Regions from separate parts of the Mus musculus genome. Here region 2 is linked to region 1. A link is a contact called in public Micro-C data. All regions are on one chromosome and are shown on one strand. The core of a region is the stretch at or near the end of the contact, and the rest is flanking DNA. Distances in the headings are between cores, read along the strand shown.

The links. A called contact is a pair of places that touch in the nucleus more often than the background predicts.
Region 2: a Micro-C map of granulosa cells shows a contact between it and region 1, with 2.0 times the contacts expected there. The contact joins two enhancer-like sites. A contact is called at or near these places in 1 of 39 promoter capture datasets (the C10 cell line), 5 of 15 datasets of contacts at CTCF or cohesin (CD8 T cells, embryonic stem cells, large pre-B cells and 2 more), 62 of 484 Hi-C or Micro-C datasets (the AML12 cell line, B cells, the C10 cell line and 33 more), 3 of 115 datasets of contacts at active chromatin or transcription factors (astrocytes, embryonic stem cells and large pre-B cells) and 1 of 9 other capture datasets (embryonic stem cells).

What each region holds. Positions count from the first base shown.
Region 1 is chr11:30,244,032-30,248,844 of GRCm38.p6, forward strand. It overlaps a transcript of Sptbn1 not described here. Among named protein-coding and RNA genes, the nearest start is that of Gm8098, 21 kb to the right of the region's middle. Within about 2 kb of position 3,255, at least 21 of the 459 cell types and tissues checked have an H3K27ac peak or open chromatin away from gene starts, as enhancers often do. A contact at or near this core is called in the HL-1 cell line, granulosa cells and pancreatic cancer cells, where this site is marked.
Region 2 is chr11:30,796,754-30,801,516 of GRCm38.p6, forward strand. All of the region lies in intron 3 of Psme4 (proteasome (prosome, macropain) activator subunit 4), which reads left to right. Among named protein-coding and RNA genes, the nearest start is that of Psme4, 27 kb to the left of the region's middle. Within about 2 kb of position 2,923, at least 10 of the 459 cell types and tissues checked have an H3K27ac peak or open chromatin away from gene starts, as enhancers often do. A contact at or near this core is called in the HL-1 cell line, granulosa cells and pancreatic cancer cells, where this site is marked.

The DNA of each region.
Region 1 (4,813 bases), core at 2,005-4,504:
CTCAATTTGCATTATGAGGGATAGGGCAAAAGCTTTGGCCTACATAACCCAGATTCTCAGATAAAGACTGGACATCAATTAAAACTGGTCTTAGATTTTAGAAATAAACTTCAATATAAGCTCTAAAATCTGTATGAGAAATACTTTAAAAGATGTTATTTATCTGACATTCAAATGTAACCAAGCATTATGGGTTTTCTGTTCTGTTTCAGTTTTGATTTCCCTGTTTGCAACTCCACACATCCCTATGCTGGGAGGTGAAAGACTGAGAGGAGGAGGACTCACTCTTCTGTCCCCACCTACTCCCCCACCCAACCATTCCATTATCTTAGGGTCTGCAGAAACTAATTAACTACTGCTACCTGATAAATGAGTGCCTAGGCTTCTGTATACCACATGTGCTAATTATATACCTAAGTGCCAAATACACAAGCAACTGACAAACTACATTTTTTACTTTCCTGAATAAGGACTCATCAAAAACGTTAAGTTGGAGTAAGTGTCATGAATGAAAGAAGTAACTGATTGGTAGATGTTATTATTCAACAAAATTAGAAACAAAAATTTGTTTTGGAAAAATAACAAAGACAACAGGAACAAACAATACAGAATTCTGTTATGTGACACGTCTTAAGTAGTAAGTTCTACAGTAGCTAAAATCTGCTTTTCAGACTTAATCTTTAATCTCTTATTGATTCTTTGTGAGTCTCACATCATGCACCCCAGTCCCACTCATCTCCATGCCCCTCTTATCTGTTCCTCACCCTTGCAACCTTCTCCCCAAATAAAATAACACACTAACAAATAAGCACAACAAAGCTAAAGCATAGAAGACATCGCATCATGGAAGCGGCAGTGTGTCCCACAGTATATCCTTCTGTCCACACATCTTCACTTGCAAATGTTCATCACTATCACAGTGAGTTATTGGTCGGGTTCAAGATCTCTGGCTTCTGTGACACCATCAATCCTAGATCTTCATGTGGACTCCTGCTGGTTATCCTGTTGTTTCCCTGTCATGGAGATCCTGAAGCTTTGGATCAGCAGGACTGGCCCTTTTACATGTCCAAACCATCTGTAGATGATACAGATTTTGAAGTGGGTCATCTCAGAGCCCTGGATCTGGGCCTGCATAGTAGCAGAGATGGTTAGTGCATGGCTCTCCCTCGTCCACACCTCCAGAGTAAACTCTCCAGCACTGCTCTGACTAGGGCACTCAACGTTGCCATCAGCAGGATGCAGGGGCAACCTTCCTGCTATCACGTCCTCGAGGATGGCTCACCCACACCCATGCCTCCAGTGTCAGCTCCACTGTGCTGCTCTGTCCATTGCTGTAGCCTGTGAGGGGCTGGACCAGCTCTCCTGCTCTCACATCCTGGGGTTGGCTCATCTTGCCTTTGCTGTATTGCCTGGGCAAGTGTATAGGGAAGCTCTCCTGAATTGTATAGTCAATAGAGGAGCAGAGATTGCTTTTCTACTCTCATGCCCTCAGGGCCAACTCTCCCAACTACAGAAGGTGACAAGGGGTAAGCAATAGGGTATCACCCCCATACCCATGCCACCCCATGGCTGGGCCAGGGCCAGCTCTTCTGACTGCTGCAGGTGGTGTAGGGTGAGGGGGGCTAAATTATACAACTATAATAATAATAAGTATTATAATAGGCCAAAGAACATCCTGAGGACTTTACATGTATTTTTTGTACTTTATCTGTTATTAGGCTTGTTTTAAGATGTGGAAACACCAAGACACCAAGATCAGACAACTTGTTGAAACTAGGATGTCCACACAACATAGTTTGTCTAAGACAGTCTTAGTTTACCTGTTCTGGTCCAGTGTTCCCCATGTTAGTTATTCAGCTGGTTACACAGTTACTACTAAAGGCCTTACCACAAAGCAGAGTGGCCAGTGTGGCTTCAGTAAGAATACAGCTGCTGTGATACACTCCTCTAATACTGTAATTCTCTAATATTTGCTGTCCACTGAGCAAGGTGGGTTACAAGGGGTACAGGGTCCACTCTGTCTTCACTAGCACATCCTATATGTTAAACTGATCCCAATTAGTGGCAGCTCTCAAGAGTCCTACTTCTCAGGGCTGCCTTCTTATCTCCTTTGGACAGAGGCAATTCCCCCATCAGTCTCCACTCAAACACAGAGCTGAAAAGTAATAAACACCCCCATTATATCAACATAAAACTTAACTAGCCACTTTCCTAATATGGAATGACCTTCATCTCCCTTCAGCCTGGCCTGGAAAGCCAGTCCAGAGTTATCTGTTACTGTCTGTAAGATAAAAGCATCATATGCTGCTTGTGCTTTAACTTTCAGATATAACGGGCTCTCCTCCCCCGCCCCGATGTGCGTGCGTGTGTGTGTGTGTGTGTGTGTGTACACACGCACGCGGGCATGTGCGTTACATGTGTGTGTATATTATACACATACACGTGGGCTGCCAGGGAAGTGCTGGGAATGAACTCGGCTTCCTCTGGAAGAGCAATCAGTGCTTTCAATTGCTCAGCCATTTGTCCATGCCATTCTCTTGGGCTTCTCTTGCCTTTGGTATTGTTTTGGCACAGTTAGTAATGCTTAACCATTAACACTGACTTAATGGCATGGAAGCAGAAGACATGAGCACACTTAGGAGGCTCACCCCATCTATTTAATTTTAAAACGTAACACAAGTGGCCCTAACAAGTCGAGGGACATGCCTATCAGAGCCAGCACTGTAGCAGTCATAGGACACTAACTTTTTTTTATTGGATATTTTCTTTATTTACATTTCAAATGTTAACCCTATTCCTAGTTTCCCCTCCAAAAATCTCATCCCCTATCCCCTCCCCACATCCCCTGCTCACCAACCCACCCACTCCTGCTTCCTGGCCCTGGCATTCTGCTACACTGGGGCATAGAGCCTTCACAGGACCAAGGGCCTCTCCTCCCATTGATGAAGGACATTGACTTGTAGCCCTTACACTGTGTTAGGCTATGAGACTTCAGCTGCCTTGAGCTTTTCTCCTTGATACAATGGCATGGGCAGATTAACATCTACAGGATGATGCCTACCCCTTGAATTTCCACTTCTATGTCTTCCCTACAATTCTTTTTTGACCTTGATCTGCAGCTTGCACTGAGAAAAATGCTAGTCTTCCACAGAACGTCCTAACAGTTAATATTCCAGCTGATCCATAGGACAGTCATGAAGAAACCTCATCCCAAGGTCTTAAAAGTGAGGAAATAACTCTCCATCAACATGCCTACATTAGTCATGCTGATGATGCCAACACCACAGGGTGAAGGTGCCAAAGCAGGAGACCTATGAGTCTGAGGATAGCTTGTGTTACACATAAGTCCCTGAAACAAAAGTCAAACAAGCTGGGCTGGAAAAGTGGCTCCATCAGCAAAGTGCTTGAAGTACAGGCATGAAGGCCTGAATTCAATCCCCAGCACCTCTATAAAGAGTGCAGTGCAGCAGCCTGTGTGCCATTATTACTGTGCGAGGAGAACAGCATGAGGATCCCAGAAGCTGTTCCTTGCCAGTTAGCCTAGCCAGTCAGTGAGCTCCAGGTTCAATATGAGACCCTACCTAAAAAATTAAAGTGGACAGTCTATTAAGAAAGACACCTAAGGTCGACTTCTGGTCTCCAAATGCATACATACACAGACACACAGAGACAGATAGACAGACAGACAGACAGACACATGCACACACACACACAGCAGCAGACACAATTTTTTCACTGAACAAAATTCTACCCCCCCCCTCCCCTGGAAAACATGATTCTGACCAGTTCTGTAGCAAAAAAAAGAGTGTTCTCACGTGTTTCCTTCACTTGTAAACTTTAGCCTAGGTCAGGTAAAACATGTTCTTTAATGCTGGATTTTGTGGAGTGTCACATTTTTCCTGCAATACTAAAATCAACAAAAAGGACAAGACTAGGAACTGTGGCTCTCAAGGTTTCCTCTGCTGCCTTTGAAGATGAGATATTCACACTTCCATGGAAAACGGAAGAAAAAAATTTGGAAGAAAGGTGAGTTAACTGGGAGAGCTAAAGATGTTCTTGTGGTCAAGAAACAGCAATTGCCCACCCTCCGTCTCTACTCTCAAGGGAAAAAAACAAAGCAAAACACCTGAATTCTCAGTCTAGATTGTATATAATTTCTAGCAGATATTGAATTTATGGTTAGAAGGAAAGGGGGGAGGGGTGGCACAAGGTCAAAGGTCTACAGAGTTGGTGATTACTTGGTTTTGCTCAGGCAAATTTACAAATCAGGCAGAACTACTTATAAATATAATTTTATTACGTGAGGTTTATAGCCACATAGTGAAAACTCCCACTGAGATTTCTTATTTATACAAACATAAAATCCAAAACTTCTTGGTGGAGAAATAACTTCTTGACAATTTTAAGTTGTATTCCCAGCTAATCAGCACCCTCATTTTAAAATTTCTAGAAAAGTTGTTACAAAGTCAGAGAGAACAAAAAAAAAAAAAAAAAAAAGAAGAAGCATTTAAATTATGTGTTGGGCTAAGTGTTAAATCCAATTCTCCTAGTATAATCATGGTCGTCATGATTTTGTTTACCTTTTTCCTGACAATGGTAAGTTTAGAACAGAAATACCATCAAATGGGGGGCTATACAGACATAACCAATTATGACTAAGTTTTCATTAACATGGGGACTGGGGAATGGCTCAGTTGGTAAAGTACTTGCCATGCCTGCATGAGGACCTTGAATTCAGATCCCTGACACCCACCTAAGAGGCAGGCATGGACGTTTGCATTTATAATTTCAGGGCTAGGGATCCTTGGGCCTG
Region 2 (4,763 bases), core at 1,673-4,172, 550 kb after region 1:
AAGACTCACAGTATTTCACCTGTCTCTGCTTCCCCAGAATTGAAGGCATATGCCACCACCCCAATGGTCTTCTGCTTTGATTAATCATGCCTTTTTCCCTATTTTTTGATTCTGTAAGAACAGATCTTTCTAGGACATGAGCTTTTTCCCCGTGTTAGGTCTTTTCACTTAATACACCCTTCCGTGTTCCCAGTACTCTGAGATAAAGTATATGAAGTATTTTGTGGATATTTATAAGGTGTTTTGTTTTGTTTTACATATTCCTATCTGTACTAGGTTTTTTTTCTTCATATATGCTTCAGACTAAAATTGGTGCTCTCAGAAAGTCTAACTATATGGATCCACTAACCTACAGTGATTGATACATAGTATTGTGTACCTGTCTTTTCAGGGACTACATTGTTAAGTAAATTGATTGTTACTTTGTTTCTCTTCAAGAAATTCAGTTTTGAAAAGCTGGGTGTACATTACACAGCTTTTATCTCAGCACTGGGGAGACATCTGTGTCCTAAACAAAGGAATAATATTAAATTTATAAATTCAGTTTTGAAATACTTAAATATTTCTTGGCCTAACTCGCTTCTGCTTCCCTTGAATTGAAGACTACTGCTATTGGCTCTTGAGCAGAAATGGTAGAGAAGCCAGTGAGTCACACAGCAGTGCTTGCAGTAGTCCTGGGACCGCCCTGTTCTTCCCAGCACTTCATTGTTCTGCTGAATTTCTGCAAGGGGACTGTTTGGATAGTTACTGCTTTTCTGCTTAACATTGTTTTGGCATGGTGATGTTGCAAGCTTTTATAGTCAAGAATAAGGTTGTTGGGTCTTACCAACATTTTATTTCTTAACATCCTTTCACTTATAAGGAGCCATTTTATGACTTGCTCTCTTAGATTTGATATTTTAGTTCTTTGATATATTAGTTCTTTCTTAGATGCATTTTGACATATTTGAAACAGCTTTGTCATTTGACAGCCTGTTCTTGTACTATTTTTAGATGGTTTTTTAAAATCAGAAGTGCTTCATTTGTTAAGTGTTTGTCTTTCAGCTCTTCAATTCTGTGTGCCTGGTGTATTCTGTTCTTATGGAAACCACTGCTTAGAGTGCCATGTATTTCTTTTTTTTTTTTTCTTAAAGATTTATTTATTATATGTAAGTATACTGTAGCTGTCTTCAGACACTCCAGAAGAGGGAGTCAGATCTCGTTACAGATGGTTGTGAGCCACCATGTGGTTGCTGGGATTTGAACTCTGGACCTTCAGAAGAGCAGTCGGATGCTCTTACCCACTGAGCCATCTCACCAGCCCCAGAGTGCCATGTATTTCATTCTACCTTAAAACTTGGTTCTGTTTAGAGCAAAGATAATCAAAACATTTACCCTCTCTTCCTTCTCTTCCCTTCCATCTCAGACTTCAAGTACTGAGACTGTTGGTAATTGAAAGAAGTTTTTAGGTTTTTTGTTTGTTTTAAAACAAGGCCTCCATGTTGTCCTGTCTGTACTAGAACTCACTATGCAGACCAGGCTGGCTTTGAACTCAGAGAAATGTCTGCCTCTGCCTCCTGGGTACTGGGACAAAGGAATGCACCACCTCACCTGACCTAGTAGAGTTTTTAATTTAGTACAAAATACAAAATTGTATTTTTGACTCCTGTTTCCTATTCATGTCTTGTCACAACTTAATGTTCTTGTAAAAGGACATTTTAAGTATTTTTCCTTTTTAAGTGTTTTTCCTCTATATATTTTAAGGCTACCATGCATACTATTTTTCATAGTGTATATGCGTGTAGGAAAAAATTGTTTTCCTTTCTTTACTTTTTTTTTTTTACTTTTTTTTTTTTTTTTTTTTTGAGGGGGAAGGACTAGGGTCTTGTTGTGTAGCCTAGGCTGGCCTCCAGCTCCCAACAGTCCTGCCACCACACCTGGCTTGGTACTTAGTTTTTGATTACCTGTGTATCTCTATCCCATTACCATTTGTGGTTGTTAGCAATTGAGCCCAGGGATTTGACTTGCTAAGTAAGTGTTGTACCACTGATATCTACCCTAGCCTGGCTTCCTCTATTGATTCAACAAAGGGTCATTTGCTTTTGTTGTTTTTGTTTTTTGAGACAGGTCTTTTTGGGTGCAATTTTTTAAAAATCAAACTTCTGCCTTTCCAGGAGCTCTGCCTGCCACTCTCCAGGCTAGGCTCTGTGATCAGTCACCACTGGTCTCACTCAGCTCCAGCAAGGGCCAGCTGGCCGTTTTTTAAAACTAGCTCCCTCCATCTTCCTTGGCCCCTACTCATTGTGTAGGCGGAGACTGCAAACTCTAGGGGCCCCAAGACCTACATGTCTGTAGCTTCCCCCTTGCTCCAAAGCCTGGTCTGAATCCTTTTTCTCTGTGTCCCTTCTCTTCCTCCTAGGACCTGGAAATCCCACCTTTTTTTCCCTTCATTCAGCAAGTGACTTTTCCCTCCTTTATTGACACAATCAAGAACCAATTAGGGAATCAACCCCTTCCACTACAGGTCTTGCTATATATAGCTCAGTGGCCTCAAACTCACAGTTCCTCTGCTACTGCTTCCCTAGGGCTGGAATTGCATGTGTCAATACACTTGGTTTACAAAGGGCAATTTATGATCACATAAGTCTTTTATTCTTACCTTTACCTGTTTACAACATGGAAATAACATATTCTACTCTGGGGTTTCTTATTACTCATTAATGATCTGGACCCAAAATTTAATAGTTAATAAAATGAAGAAAGTCATTCCCCCAATGAACTGTCAGTAAGTCATTTTCACCAGTTATTTCATCAGTAAACACTGAATTGCATTGATTTCTAAAACAGCATTTGAGGAACATTATGAGGAGAAAGGGCTCAGCAATTAAAAGAATATGTTTCTTCAGAAGATCCAAGTTAGGCTTTTAGCACCTGTAACTCCAGCTCTAGGGCATCTGCTGCCCTCTTCAGGCCTCCTTGGGTATCCCGTCCCCTGCCTGGGACATACATAGAATAGTTCAGATTGTTCAAGTAATCATGCTAAATTTACATGAGAGGAAGGGTGATTACAGTAACATTTATTTTAGAAAAATGCTTTAATTTTAATGAAAAGTTAGTGCTACCATTGCCTCCATGGTGATGATGGTGTCTCTTCTGTGTAACTGATGAAGTAATCTTAATGGCTGTAAAAGTGACATTTAACAGAGTGGTGTGAGATTTGAAAGATGGGTAATGAAAAATGTTTGATTGGCTAAAGATGAGTTTGTTTAGATTTAGAAAGAAGGTAAAACTGACTTAATACATTGTTAGGGGAAAAAAGAATACTATTTAATTAGGAGTTTAAGGCAGGGAAAGAAGGAATGCACCATTATTGTTGTTTTCCAATTCATATGTTAAAAAAAGCAAATAGAGTTAGTCTGACAGAAATTTTAGTTCAGTTGAATCTATGAATATTTCTGGGATTATTTTTATTTTGAATGTGTCATGTGTTGGGGGGGGTTTACAAGTGAATCTTGGGCATGACTCAGTGTTTAAGAGCACTGCCTCTTTTTCCACAGGACATGGATTTGATTCCTAGTACCTACAATGGTGACTCACAACCATCTGTATGTAGCTCCAGCTTTTGACTTCCATAGTCACCAGGCATGTAGTGATGCACATATACATGCAGACAAAACATTCATACACATAAAATAAATAAATGATTCTTTAAAATTTTTTTAAAATAAAAGAAAAGCTAATCTTATCTTGATAGTTATAAAGAACTAGGAGAGTCAGGTTACAGCCTCCATGACTTTGAAATTCACTTTTTAGTAACTGGGAACAGAAATGGTTGACTCTCTTGTCCTGCCTTGGAACAATCAGAGAGCATTAGTGCCATCATGAGGAAATTGAAGTGTAGAGAAAAATTTACATGAGGCTCAAACTGGAACAAGAGCTTAAGAATTCACTTTTGTACAGAATAGTAAGGTGATGAAAAGAAATTTCTCATCTGGGTATTATATCCTGAATCATAAATTCATGATTGATAGGCAGGAAAATTGCTGTAGCAGTAAAAGGTGCACAAGTTTTTGTTTCTGTGAAGTTGCACGTACAATGCTTTTTGCAAAGCATGAATTAATAGTTGTTAATATTTGCTGTGATGCCTAATAAATAATTCCGAGCTACCCAACAGCTTTCAATATATTATCTCAGTTAATTTTAAAATAGCTTTATGAGAGGGTAGGTATTTGCCATGATAAAAAGTACTAAGCTGTAATACTATATTCTTAGGAACAATGACTTGATTTTCAAATTCAGATTTGTCTGACTCTTAGGTTCAACCTGAAGCATTGTGTACCCATGGCTGCCTTTTGTAAATGAACTACCATTTTTAAGAGAAAATGGGGTGTGAGAAACTCCATCTAAAGCTTAATCACTCTGTAGATCACTTTAAAACCATGAACAGTTTGAGTTACCAGTTTAGTATTATAAATTCCCAACAATTGGAACTTAAGTAGTGATTACTCACTCCCTCTAAAAATTATTAGCATCTAGCCTTAACCTTTTATTTTATTTTTAAACAGAAACATTGTTCCCTTCATCTTGAGAGATTACAAGAATCACAAAAGGTCACTATACAGATATCACAGGTTAGAGAGATTGTACCCTTTTCTGAATAAAGAGCATAAATTCCATGGTACAGGCCTTATGTGGAAGATCGGTTGGAATTGATTTTTATATGAATGAAATCACACTCTAAAACCCTTGAGTTGGTAACAAGTTACAGGAGTGTTATCATTAAC